Regions from separate parts of the Mus musculus genome. Here region 1 is linked to region 2. Evidence: chromatin contacts called from public promoter capture Hi-C data. All regions are on one chromosome and are shown on one strand. The core of a region is the stretch at or near the end of the contact, and the rest is flanking DNA. Distances in the headings are between cores, read along the strand shown. Region 1 holds the start of Siah1b (siah E3 ubiquitin protein ligase 1B). Region 2 holds the start of Atg4a (autophagy related 4A, cysteine peptidase).

Region 1 (5,524 bases), core at 1,399-3,898, about 23 Mb before region 2:
TTGAGATGGGTCTTGCCCCCAGTTTAAGGTTGATCAGTTTGAACAAAGGGAAGGGAGGCTGAGAGCTCCACATGTCTGGGGGAAACAGGTTCCGTTTTGGCCTTGGACTTGTTGGACAGGAAGGGGGTCCCTACTAGTAAGAGAAAAAACGCCCAACAGGCTTTTTTTTTTTTTCAGACAGGGTCTATCTGTGTAGTCTTGGCTGTTCTGGAGCTCACTTTGTAGACCAGGTTGGCCTCGAACTGAGAGATCCACCTTGGGCCTTTGTTTTAAACTGCCTGTCATTAGTCTCTGGTCAGGAGGATGAGGAAGAAGCCAGCCATCTTGGAAACTCACCATCTATTGCCTAGTCATAGCCCCAAACTCTTACCTGTTTGCCTGTCAGGGAGTCTGATTAGCTCTTTGTCCCCAGCAAGGAATCACAAGTTTCCCTCAGGACAAGTGTTTGGAAGTATGCTTTATGAAACCCATATCTTGATCGGCTTTTATGAATACTCTAAAACCTTAAAATAAGTTTCATTTCTTCTGTTCTGTAGCCCTTTTAGAAACGTAGAGCCGCATCTACTTCCCACCTTCAAGTACTGTTTTGAATCTGATGATTTGCAATTGGATGCCTATTTATTCGCCTCATTTATCCCCATGTCCAAATCTTTAAAATACTTCTCTTGTAGAATGTTGTGTACATTTTAGTAGGCTGCTTCGAGTCATTTCTGAAAGATGAAGGATAAATAATGCTATCAAATTCAAAACAGTCATGTTTATAGGGTGAGGCAGAAACTAACAAACCAACAAACAAAAAACATGGATGGCATTTTGAGAAATAAATGAGGGGTCTCAGGGCCAGGGTGAACTTAATAAAAATGCTTTGTTAAAACCTATTCTTTAAAACTGGAGGTGAGGGGCTGGTGAGATGGCTCAGGGGGTAAGAGCACATGACTGCTCTTCCAAAGGTCCGAAGTTCAAATCCCAGCAACCACATGGTGGCTCACAACCACCCGTAACATAAATCTTAAAAAAAATATTTAGAGTTATAAAAAAAAAACTGGAGGTGGGGGCAGACACCTGTAGTTCTAGCACTTGGACTGCAGAGGCAGGTGAATAGCTGAATTTGAAGCCTGGCTACACAGAGAAACCCTGTCTCAAAACACACACACACACACACACACACACCAAAAACCTGTTCTTTACTCTGTGCTCGTCTAAGGTCAGGATTGTTACCCTGTGCATACACACACTGTCTTCAAGCCACACAAGGGTGGAAAGTGGAGGAGAGGGAAACTCATATTTTAAAGTGATCACAAAATCGTGACTGCTGACACATGGAACTAATCTTTGTGTGATGGAGGGGAAACTTGTAACCCTCCACACAAATGAAAAGGCGATATTGTCAGTGAATATTTGTTGAGAATTTGATTGTGTGAGGGCTGTAGTAACTACTATGGAAATGGCCAGTGGTTTCATGCTCCCAGCTACTCCTGCCGATTGGATCAACACACCAGCTCTTACCAAGCACTGGTTCCACCTATCCAGTCTCTTATCACATCTTTTTTTATTTATTTATCTTGTCCTTGAAGCAAAGAACTTCAAGATTCTTTCAGGCTTCTTGTACTTTCAGAATATAGTCACAGATTTTGAATGTAGGAACAAAGAGCGAATGGAACGGTTTTTTTCCTCCCTGTGTGCCCATTCAGAGTTTTTTGGGTTAGCATTGTCTCTGTGGGAGCCAAATTATAAGAGTAATGTCGGAGTATGGGGTAGGGGTGGAGGGCTTCAAAGCAGAGATGAAAGTGTGGTGCAGTCTAGAGAGCTTCATAGTATGAGGGAGAGCTGGTGCCTAGAAAAAGTCATAAGAACTAGAAGGGCAGTGTGCTTCCTCCACGTACCTGTCTAAAATTTAAAGCCTGCTGAGTGAGAGGCTGGAAGAAACACTGGGTTGGCTCCCCAGGTCTCATTAAAAGGGCACGAAAAAGCCGGGCATGGTGGCGCACACCTTTAATCCCAGCACTTGGGAGGCAGAGGCAGGCAGATTTCTGAGTTCGAGGCCCAGCCTGGTCTACAAAGTGAGTTCCAGGATAGCCAGGGCTACACAGAGAGACCCTGTCTCGAAAAACCAAAAAAAAAAAAAAAAAAAAAAAAAAGGCACGAAAAGGAATTGCGAGGTTTCAGTTCCACCACTGAACCCCACCACTGGGCAAGCAGTTTTGTTTCCCATCGGTTTCTGCTCATAAATTACCACTGGCAGAAACACGAAAAAATAAAAGTGTCATTACTTTACTTTTTATTTATTTATTTATTTAGCATCTAGAATTTGGACTGTTTTCAAGAGGGACTTTGGGGTATCCTTTTTCAAGAGAGACACTCGATCTGGCGAGAGAGGGGCGGCCAAGGTGAAGGCCACGGTAGGTGATTAGGGAACCTCTGAGGTGTCTTAGACTTAAAGCAGTAAAATATGCTTGCAGGGGAAAAGAGGTCTCTTTGAGAGGCGGGCTCATAGCTTGCTCTCAAGCCAAGCTCTGATAGGCCAATAAGAAAGTCTAACGAAAGAGGGGACGTGACGTGACGTGACCCAGCCAGGCTTCGGCACCATGGTAACGGCATCACCCATAAGAAGGAGCTAGTGGTACAGCCCGGAGGAAAAGGCGTGGTCTAAGCGACGGATGGAGGCGGGCTGGTGACATGGGCGGAGCGCGAAAATCGGCCTGTGGTCTTAGGCGCAAGGGTGATCGCATGCCGCTGTTCGAGATCAAAGGCCTGGGCAAGTCACTTGTGGCTGTTCTCAGGGTCTCCTCAGCGGTCTCCCTGTAGAGCTGCGGTCGAAAGCCGGAGCCGGAGCCGGAGCGAGCCAGAGCCGGATTGAGCCGGAACCGGAGCTACCGGAGGGCGGGACTTCCGGTTTCTGGGCCCAAGACAGAGGGCGGGTCAGGAGTCAAGGTCTCGCGAGGCTGCGGCGTGAGGTAAGGGGGCGTAAGCAAGCTCCTCATAGGCTGGCAGCCTCGTGCCGGGAGCCCGCGCGGAGGTTGAATTCGGTAAGGATGGGCGACTGTGTGTGACCGCGGCCGCGGGGTCGCAGGGCCTGTCTGTGGGGACAAGGACTACCCCTTTGGCCTTTACACGCACTGTCTTGAGGTACCTTGGTCCGGGGAGACCCGAAAGATGTAGGTCCGAGAGTATAACGGAGGGGCTACTCGAGCTTCCCCCAGGAACCGGCTTCCCAGGGCGCTCTCGTCAGTACAGGGTCACTAACTAACCCCTGGGGATTGGATCCGGTTTGGAGATGGGGCGACTGCATTTCTAGACACCGAGGCTGAAGACGCTGGAACTCATCCGGATTGGGGGGGGGGGGGACGGATAACGCCACCCTCCAGGGTGGGCATTGGTAGCACAGTAGTGTCGGGAACACAAGTCTGACCCGTCTCCACTTCTCAAGTTCTTAACATCTTTTTTTTTTTTTTCTTTTGTGCCCTACTCCAGATCGAGAGACCAGGAACTTCAAAATAGTGCCTGGGATCCGGATGACAGCAGGCATTAAGGGCTGGCTACTGGACTGAAGCTGCTGGAAACTTGTAAGTATAACTCCACCTCGTTTGTCTTTTCCTGAAAAAGCTTGAGAAATAATTTGAATGTGTACACCTTAGTTTGAATAATCTCTTCTGAAAACCACGGTTGCTTTTTCTCCTGCTTTCTGGACTGTAAGTCTGCCAATCTCCCCTTTGCTATCCAAAAGTTTGGTTGGCATGTGTGTGCCCGAAGAACTGTGAGCATGACTAGTATGCACAACAAAGCTTTTCTTTTTGAAACTTTAAGCATGCTGAAGTTATGCAGAAACGGAGAGAGAGTTGCAACCAGTGTCAACTATCTCAGAGTCTAGTGTGGCCTGTTTGAGGTCGTCTTTTTTTGATAAGGCAGGTCTCTATACTTCTGTTTATTTCTGTGGATCTCAACCTGTCCAGAGGTTAGATTTTTAACATTTTCAAGCAGTTCAGGGTTAATTCTAGCTGGATGGTGTGTAAGTGTGTGCCTTGCTGTGAACATGGAAAATGGAGTGAATTAGAAGATGGTTTTTCTCACATCCCTCTCTAGTCCTTTCCTGTAAGTTATGTCTGTTGAGGTCTCCTGCCGTAACATAGCTGTAGACATTTTGTTCCATGCCTGCCAGCTATTTCATATTGTTGCAGTAATATGGGTACCAGTCATTAACACAGAAAAATAACTTGACTCAAAGCAGGGTCATGCTGACCACATACCTTGTTATGTTCCGAGGTTATGACGTTTGTTAATCTTAAGAAATTCCACAACTATAAGCTTCACCAGTAGGACCTATCAAATTAAAGAACTGTTATGTGACTTCCAACATTGGCATATGAGCTCATTGTGGTTTTAGTTGTTTTAGCCTTTATAAGCTGGCCCTGAGAAATGTTTGGGGTCATAGTTCCCAAAGTCTGAGCTGTGTCAGTCAGTCCTACGGTGTGTTGTTTAATAAACCATCCCTGTTTGACTGAGGTTGGTGTTCATGTGGTTTGTGGGGTGACTCCTGAATCCCAACAATATCCAGGTCCTGATAATGCCAGGCAGAAGGGAGTAATTATAATAGGAGATAATAATTTTAGTTTTAACTATGGGTATGTGTGTAGGCTTCTGCATGAGTCCACTAAAGTAGAAAGAGGCTGCTGGGTCACCTGGAGCTCGAGTCACAGGCAGGTAGGAGCAGCCTGCCATGGCACTGAGACTGGAACTCACTCAGGTCCTCTGGAAGAGCCTTTGACCATGGAGCCACCTCAGCTCCAGGACTTAATTATTCTCCATTGTGTGCATCTTCCTGAGCCCTGTAGCTATTAAAGGGCATTTCTGACCTCTCAATAGCACCTTCCCCCAAATGATCACACTAAAATGGGTCTCAAGACATGTCCAGACCTCCCCTGATCACATTCAAAAGGGTCTCAAGACATGTCCAGACCTCCCCTGAGAAGGATGATGTTGTTAGAAAACCACGGAGACAAGACTTGTGTATATGTGATCTTGATGAGTTTAATGAAATGTCTAATATCTTTTAAATGATTAATATGTATCCACTATTGACAATGAATTAGTGTTTTTGAACATTACTTTGCTCTAAGGGTTTCTCAACTTCTTTGCAGTTTATTAATTCATGTAGGAGAGGAAACTCATTACTAGTGCTAGGTTAGTTCCACCCGAGGCTTGAAAGTGCATCATGAACACACTGCCACTGGCAGTTTCTTTTCTCCAGCATTGATTGTAGTTTCACTGAAAGGAATTAGCCCTGACCAAAATACATTCCTGGCTGCTGGTTATGCCTACACCCTCCCTCGCCTGGTTATTCAGAACACTCGCACTTGATGTGCTTAGGCTTAAAAGGTCATGTTCATCTAGTTACTAATGTTTTTGTGAGTGGGACTTTTCTTTCTGCAGGTTATTATTATGATTTGGTTTTATGTATGGAAGTTAAAAGCTGAAGGCCTGAAATCGCAATGTTCATATTAGGATTGTTTGCTGGGTTTGGTCCTAA
Region 2 (5,573 bases), core at 1,213-3,712:
TAATAGCCAACAACTAGAAAAAATACTAAATTTCTATCAGTTGGTGAGCAGATAACCAAAAATGTATTACCATAAAGTGTAATATTATTAGGCAACAAAAGTAAGTACTTACATGCACAAGACTATGGTTAAGTCTCAAAACTATTAGGGTGAGTGAAAGAAACCAGACTCAAAAGACCACATATTACATTATTTCAATTAAGTATAATGTTCAGAATAGGCAATTTTATATAGACAAGGAATATATTAGCGGCTGCCTGGGCAGGAGATAAAGATTAACAGTAAATGGGCATGAGGTCTTACTTGAAGGTCAAAACATTCTATAACTGATTTGTTGTGATAGTCACATAAACCTGAAAATTTACTAATAACCAATTACATATCTAAACAGGTGTATTTTATTTAGTTAAGTTTAGTTTAGCTTAACTTAGTTTTGTTTTGGTGCTGAGGATTGAACGTAAGGCCTTGTGCATGTGAGGCAAATGCTCTACTACTGGGCATCCCTAGCCCCAGTTGAATTTTATGGTATGTAAGTTATCACAATCAAATTGTTAACATAGGGAGAAAATGTGAAACTGGGTAGAAAATATGTGGGAATTCTGTACTATCTTTGGAACATTTGTTTTGAAACAGGGGCTTGCTAGATGTACCCCTGGCTCTCCTAGAACTTGCTGTGTAGACCAGGCTGGCCTCAAACTCAAAGATCTGCTGCCTCTGCTTCCCAAGAACTAGGGTTAAAGGTGTGAGTCACTGCACTGGACTTTGCAATTTTTCTATAAATCTAAAACCTTTATGGAAAAATTATTACATTGATTTAAATCAAAATCAGAATTTATGGCTTTCCAGATGGTTCCATAAGTAAGCCCAATGTCCTGTGGTAAATCCCCAGGCCCAACATGCTTGAAGGAGAGAATCAACTCCCAATAGTGTTCTCTGACTTCCACACTCATGCCAGGCATCATGTATGTAAGTGTACACACACACACACACACACACACACACACACACACACGGAGGGAGGGAAGGAGGGAGGGAGGGAGGGAGGGAGAAGAGAGAAGAGGAAAGGAGAGGAGAGGAGAGGAGAGAAACCAACACTCTTAGAAGCTGAATCAGGTCACACACAATCAATAAGATGCAATAAAATAATTAGTATTTAAAAGAATATGTTCCTGGATTATCAATATTTGGACATAACTTACTGCATGAAAACATATTTTCAAAGAGTTTTCTAAAGATTAAAAAGAACATTTGGAATAAATTTTAATGATAGAAAATAGCAACTTTAAACATCAGCTAAGCAAACAGTACTTCCCTCAAAGAATTCCGTTCTCTTAGTATTTCTGTGTTAAAAATAAATTTCACTGGGGTCTGGAAAGATGGCTCAGGGTTTAAGAGCACTGGTTGCTCTTCCAGAAGACCTGAGTTCAATTCTCAGTACACACATGGCAACTCACACTGTCTAACTCAGATCTCAGAGGATCCAACATTCACACGGTGTACAGACACACATGCAGGCAGAAAACACACTCACACAAAATTTTAAAAAGCTAAAAGCATTATATAAACACATACTCCACTATTATTATATCCCGAATTTCATCAATTAACATTTGTCATAACTTGTGTTCTCGAGTTGGTTTTATCATCTGTCCTGCAAAGCTTAAAATAACTATGATCTGGCGTTATATAAAAAGTTTGCTAAGCCCTGTTCTATACCATAACAAAGGAGACAAACTTCATCAGTCACTTTAAAAAATATATCTTTAACATTTTTCTAATGTCTTTTTTGATATTTTCTATAAAAGATAAGCCTTGCATCTCTTCTGCTGCAGCACTATTTGGAAATTCACCTTTAAAAAAAAATCCACATTGTTAGCTTAGCAATCTAGCAAAGTCTCGATGGTAATTGCCATTACCATGTTATTAAAGTGACAACATCATATACCCTGATATCCCTAAGGTGACCGCTGTTACTCACTGAGGTCTCTTAGGTATCTAGTGGCTCCTATGGCATCACACCCTGTCTTTAGCATCATTCTGGCACATCACCTCTGTATGGTGTAATGTATAACCTGTGTTGTAGCAGAGCCTTACTCTGATGCCACTCCGGAGAAATGCCAGAGTAACTAGCCTGTGCTTCTTTCCACTCCTTAAACAGTGGTAGGGAGGGGGAGGGTAGCTACAGTCAATGGTTCAAGCTCAGAGGTAGTACTCTGCTCCAACTCTGTCCCTTCCGCCTGCCACTGCAAGTGAGGGCCCCGAGGGACAAGATCTGTAGGATCCCAGAACTCTCTTGCGCTGCTACAGTTTTCATTTCATGTGGCCAACTTACTGGCCCACCAAAGACCACCCACCCTAGCTTTTTCACACAGTACTACCAGAAGCCGCTCCCATTACCTGACTCCATTCTCCAGCTGTCATCCTGGGCCAATTCCACCGGCAACTTGACTACGGCTTTCTCTAAGGATTCTGGGACTTGTAGTTCCACTTTGCTAGGACCCGGAACTGAGTGACTTCCAAAGACGCCTCCAGGCCTGGATCTGCTTTCAAACTGCAACTCCCAGAAGCTCCAGGCTATGGGCGGGGCTACAAGGAAAACAAAGATCAGTGATTGGAGAATTTCTAGTACTTTGATTGGTCGCCGGAACAGGAAATGCGAGTGGGCGGGGCTTGAGTTTCACGGAGGTCTTGGGAAGGCGAAATGGAGGGGTGTGTGTCTAACATAATGATCTGTAACCTGGCCTACAGTGGGAAGCTGGATGAGTTGAAGGAGCGCATTTTGGCTGATAAATCTCTGGCTACTAGAACTGATCAGGTAAACCAGCCCGAGGGCTTGTCGCCTAGCAGCGGGTGTCAACGAAGCCCTACATGGCTTCCGGGTCCTAACTTGGTGTGAGGCCACTTCTGCGCTCCTCCCGCCCACTCCTCCCTCTAGTAGCCTTGGGTTAAAACACGACTCCTGGTCCAACTGTAACCCCTCAGAGACTTTGGGACAGGGTGGGGAGGGGAAGCTAAGCTTGCTGAATTTCATATATTTCTAGAACACCCACCGCTTTTCTCAGAAATTTCCAGAGTTAAGAGACAGCGCGATGGAGATCTGTGAAAAAAGCTTGTTAGGTGGATTTTTCTTTAGTTGTAATCCCAGTCAGTGGCCCACGAGTAACCAAATGCCCTTTGTGTGTATGTCAGGAAGTTTGAGAGGAGCTGGGAATTTCAGTCAAGTCGGAAAAAAACAGGCATAAATGAAATAACGGTACATGTCTTATTACATATTTTAAATCCCCCAGAAAGAAGTTTACATCATTTCAGAACATAGAAGGAGAAGACATGATAGGAATAGTTGGGAAGGGCTTTGTATAGAAGGGGAGGTGATTTACACTGTGAAGAAAGAATGGGGTTCCATGTGGGGCGAGTGAACTGTGGCAAACAAAAGAGAATGGACATTGGGAAGTATTTCTGTTCAGATCAACTAAGTCTCAGGTTTTTATTGTGACTTTCCAAATCATAGGTTGCCTTCTGTGTTGAGAGGCAAGTGTTAAACATTAGTAAGACAGTACATCATACTTCAGAACTTCCATGTTGTCTCTTTTAGAAGAGAAATCGGAGAGACTGCTTTTTTTTGTCCTGGAATTTTCCTTTATTACTCAACAGTAGAATTCCCCTATGTTCACCGCGTTTGCTTTTGTGATGGTCTGGTGATGTGGTTTAAATTTAATAACGTGTATTAAGACTTAATCCACTAAAAATAAGGAGTCAGTGACATAAAAGAGACTGCTAATCAGGATTAAGAAGTTAAATACAACAACCAAATGCAATTAATTTATAGACTTTATTTGCATCCAGATGTAAACCACCTGGAAATGGGCTTATAGGAGACTATTGGTTTTAAGTGGGATAATTTTTTTTACTTTATGTAAATTTTTTGTTGTTATTTAAGATATGATCTCCCTATGTAATCCAGGCTGTCCTTCCAATGAAGATCCTCCTGTCCAGCCTCCCAAGTTCTGGAAGGTTTGCATTACCACCATGACAAAGAGTTAAGGAATGTCACTTTAAAAGGTCCAATAATGATCTTGTGCTTGTTTGTTTTACAAAAGTGATTTTATTTTTTAGGTGCTGAAATAATTAGAGGTGAACAGTCATGGCCTTTAGGATTCTGTTTTAAAGAAACCTCGGCAGGACTGCAGAGGTGGCCCAGTGGTTAGGAACACATACCTTCCTTTTTTCCCAACTTCCTGTAACTCCAGCTGCAGGGGGATTCATTGCATCTGGCCTCCCCACGCCCATGTGGTCACACGCACATACCCATCCACATGCACACAGTTCAAAGGGAAATAAAACGTTTGAAAAGAAAATTCAAGTAATAAAATCTAGAAGTAAATATGGCAAGATTTTGGTTGTTAAGGCTAAGGAATAGGGCATGTGATCGCTGTCATATCTCCTCTATTTTATGTGTATTTGAAATTTTCATAAAGTTGAACGGCTGACTGGGGACACTGACAGGGAAGGCTGTGGACACTTGTGGCTCCTTTCCTGGGTACCAACAGCATCTCCTCCCAAAGAGACACCTCCCTAAGTGTCATTTAAAGGCTGTATAAACACTCTTATACATACACTCTCATACACTCGCATTCACACTCATACACATACACACAATACACACATACATACAACCATCACTTTATATTTACTCAGGACTAAGAAGAACAGCAATAGGCACAAATAGGAACTGTCTTTAAGAATCATGATACTTAACTTAAAAAATAATAATTTTGTTGCACTGATTCTGTGGGGTGTGTTATAAAATACTCTCAACTATTTGTATAAACATTTCTCATTTCATTCACTGTAACCTTCATGTGTTCAGCACATATAGTGGCATATGCCTGTAAAACTAGCACATAGGAGGAACAGCATTGAGAATTTCAAGCTAATGTGGGCTACATAGCAAGATCAGAAACAAAACAGAAATTCACGTGTTCTCTGTAGAGCCTCTCACTTGAAGTCTGGTGGTAATAGAGATTTCATAGGCCCAGACCATGGGTAAATTGCATGACCCTGGATAAGTTGCTTATGTGAAGTAGTCTTAGTTTCTTGATGTGTTAAATGGGGGATAGTAGGCGCCATGTAGACTGGTGGGAGTCAAAAGAAATGGTGCACAGAAAAGTAGCACTGCTTCGCAAGGGCAGGCAAAAGCCTTGTGAGCCGCAAATCTCCATTTCTGCCCATGTATTGGAACCAAAGCCTTCATCCCTATCCTGCCCAGAACTTCTTATATTCGTGGATGGTATTCACCCCATGTTACTAATACCTTGGCTTCCCAAATGCTAGCAAGTAACATGGTTGAAGGTTACCTACCTGATGACCTGGTGCTCTCCATTTCGTACTATGGGTTTGCCAGCATCAGTATTTTTCCTGCCCATTTGTCTTGAACACTGTTGACAGCTTTGCTCTCCTGTTTCCCATCTAGGACAGCAGAACAGCTTTGCACTGGGCATGCTCAGCTGGCCATACAGAAATTGTTGAATTCTTGCTGCAACTTGGAGTGCCAGTGAATGATAAAGATGACGTGA

Evidence for each region. Promoter capture Hi-C pulls out the DNA fragments that hold promoters and counts their contacts.
Region 1: a contact with region 2 is called in a promoter capture Hi-C map of pre-B cells. The contact joins the promoter of Siah1b here to the promoter of Atg4a in region 2. A contact is called at or near these places in 1 of 39 promoter capture datasets (pre-B cells) and 1 of 484 Hi-C or Micro-C datasets (CD4 T cells).

Annotation. Positions count from the first base shown.
Region 1 is chrX:164,073,617-164,079,140 of GRCm38.p6, reverse strand. It overlaps Siah1b (siah E3 ubiquitin protein ligase 1B), which reads left to right and starts at 2,648. Exons shown (of 4, transcript NM_001308385.1): 1 at 2,648-2,954; 2 at 3,472-3,563.
Region 2 is chrX:140,953,796-140,959,368 of GRCm38.p6, reverse strand. It overlaps Atg4a (autophagy related 4A, cysteine peptidase), which reads right to left and starts at 2,462. Exons shown (of 13, transcript NM_174875.5): 1 at 2,398-2,462. The coding sequence starts at 2,407. It overlaps Psmd10 (proteasome (prosome, macropain) 26S subunit, non-ATPase, 10), which reads left to right and starts at 2,658. Exons shown (of 5, transcript NM_016883.4): 1 at 2,658-2,815; 2 at 5,471-5,569. The coding sequence starts at 2,702.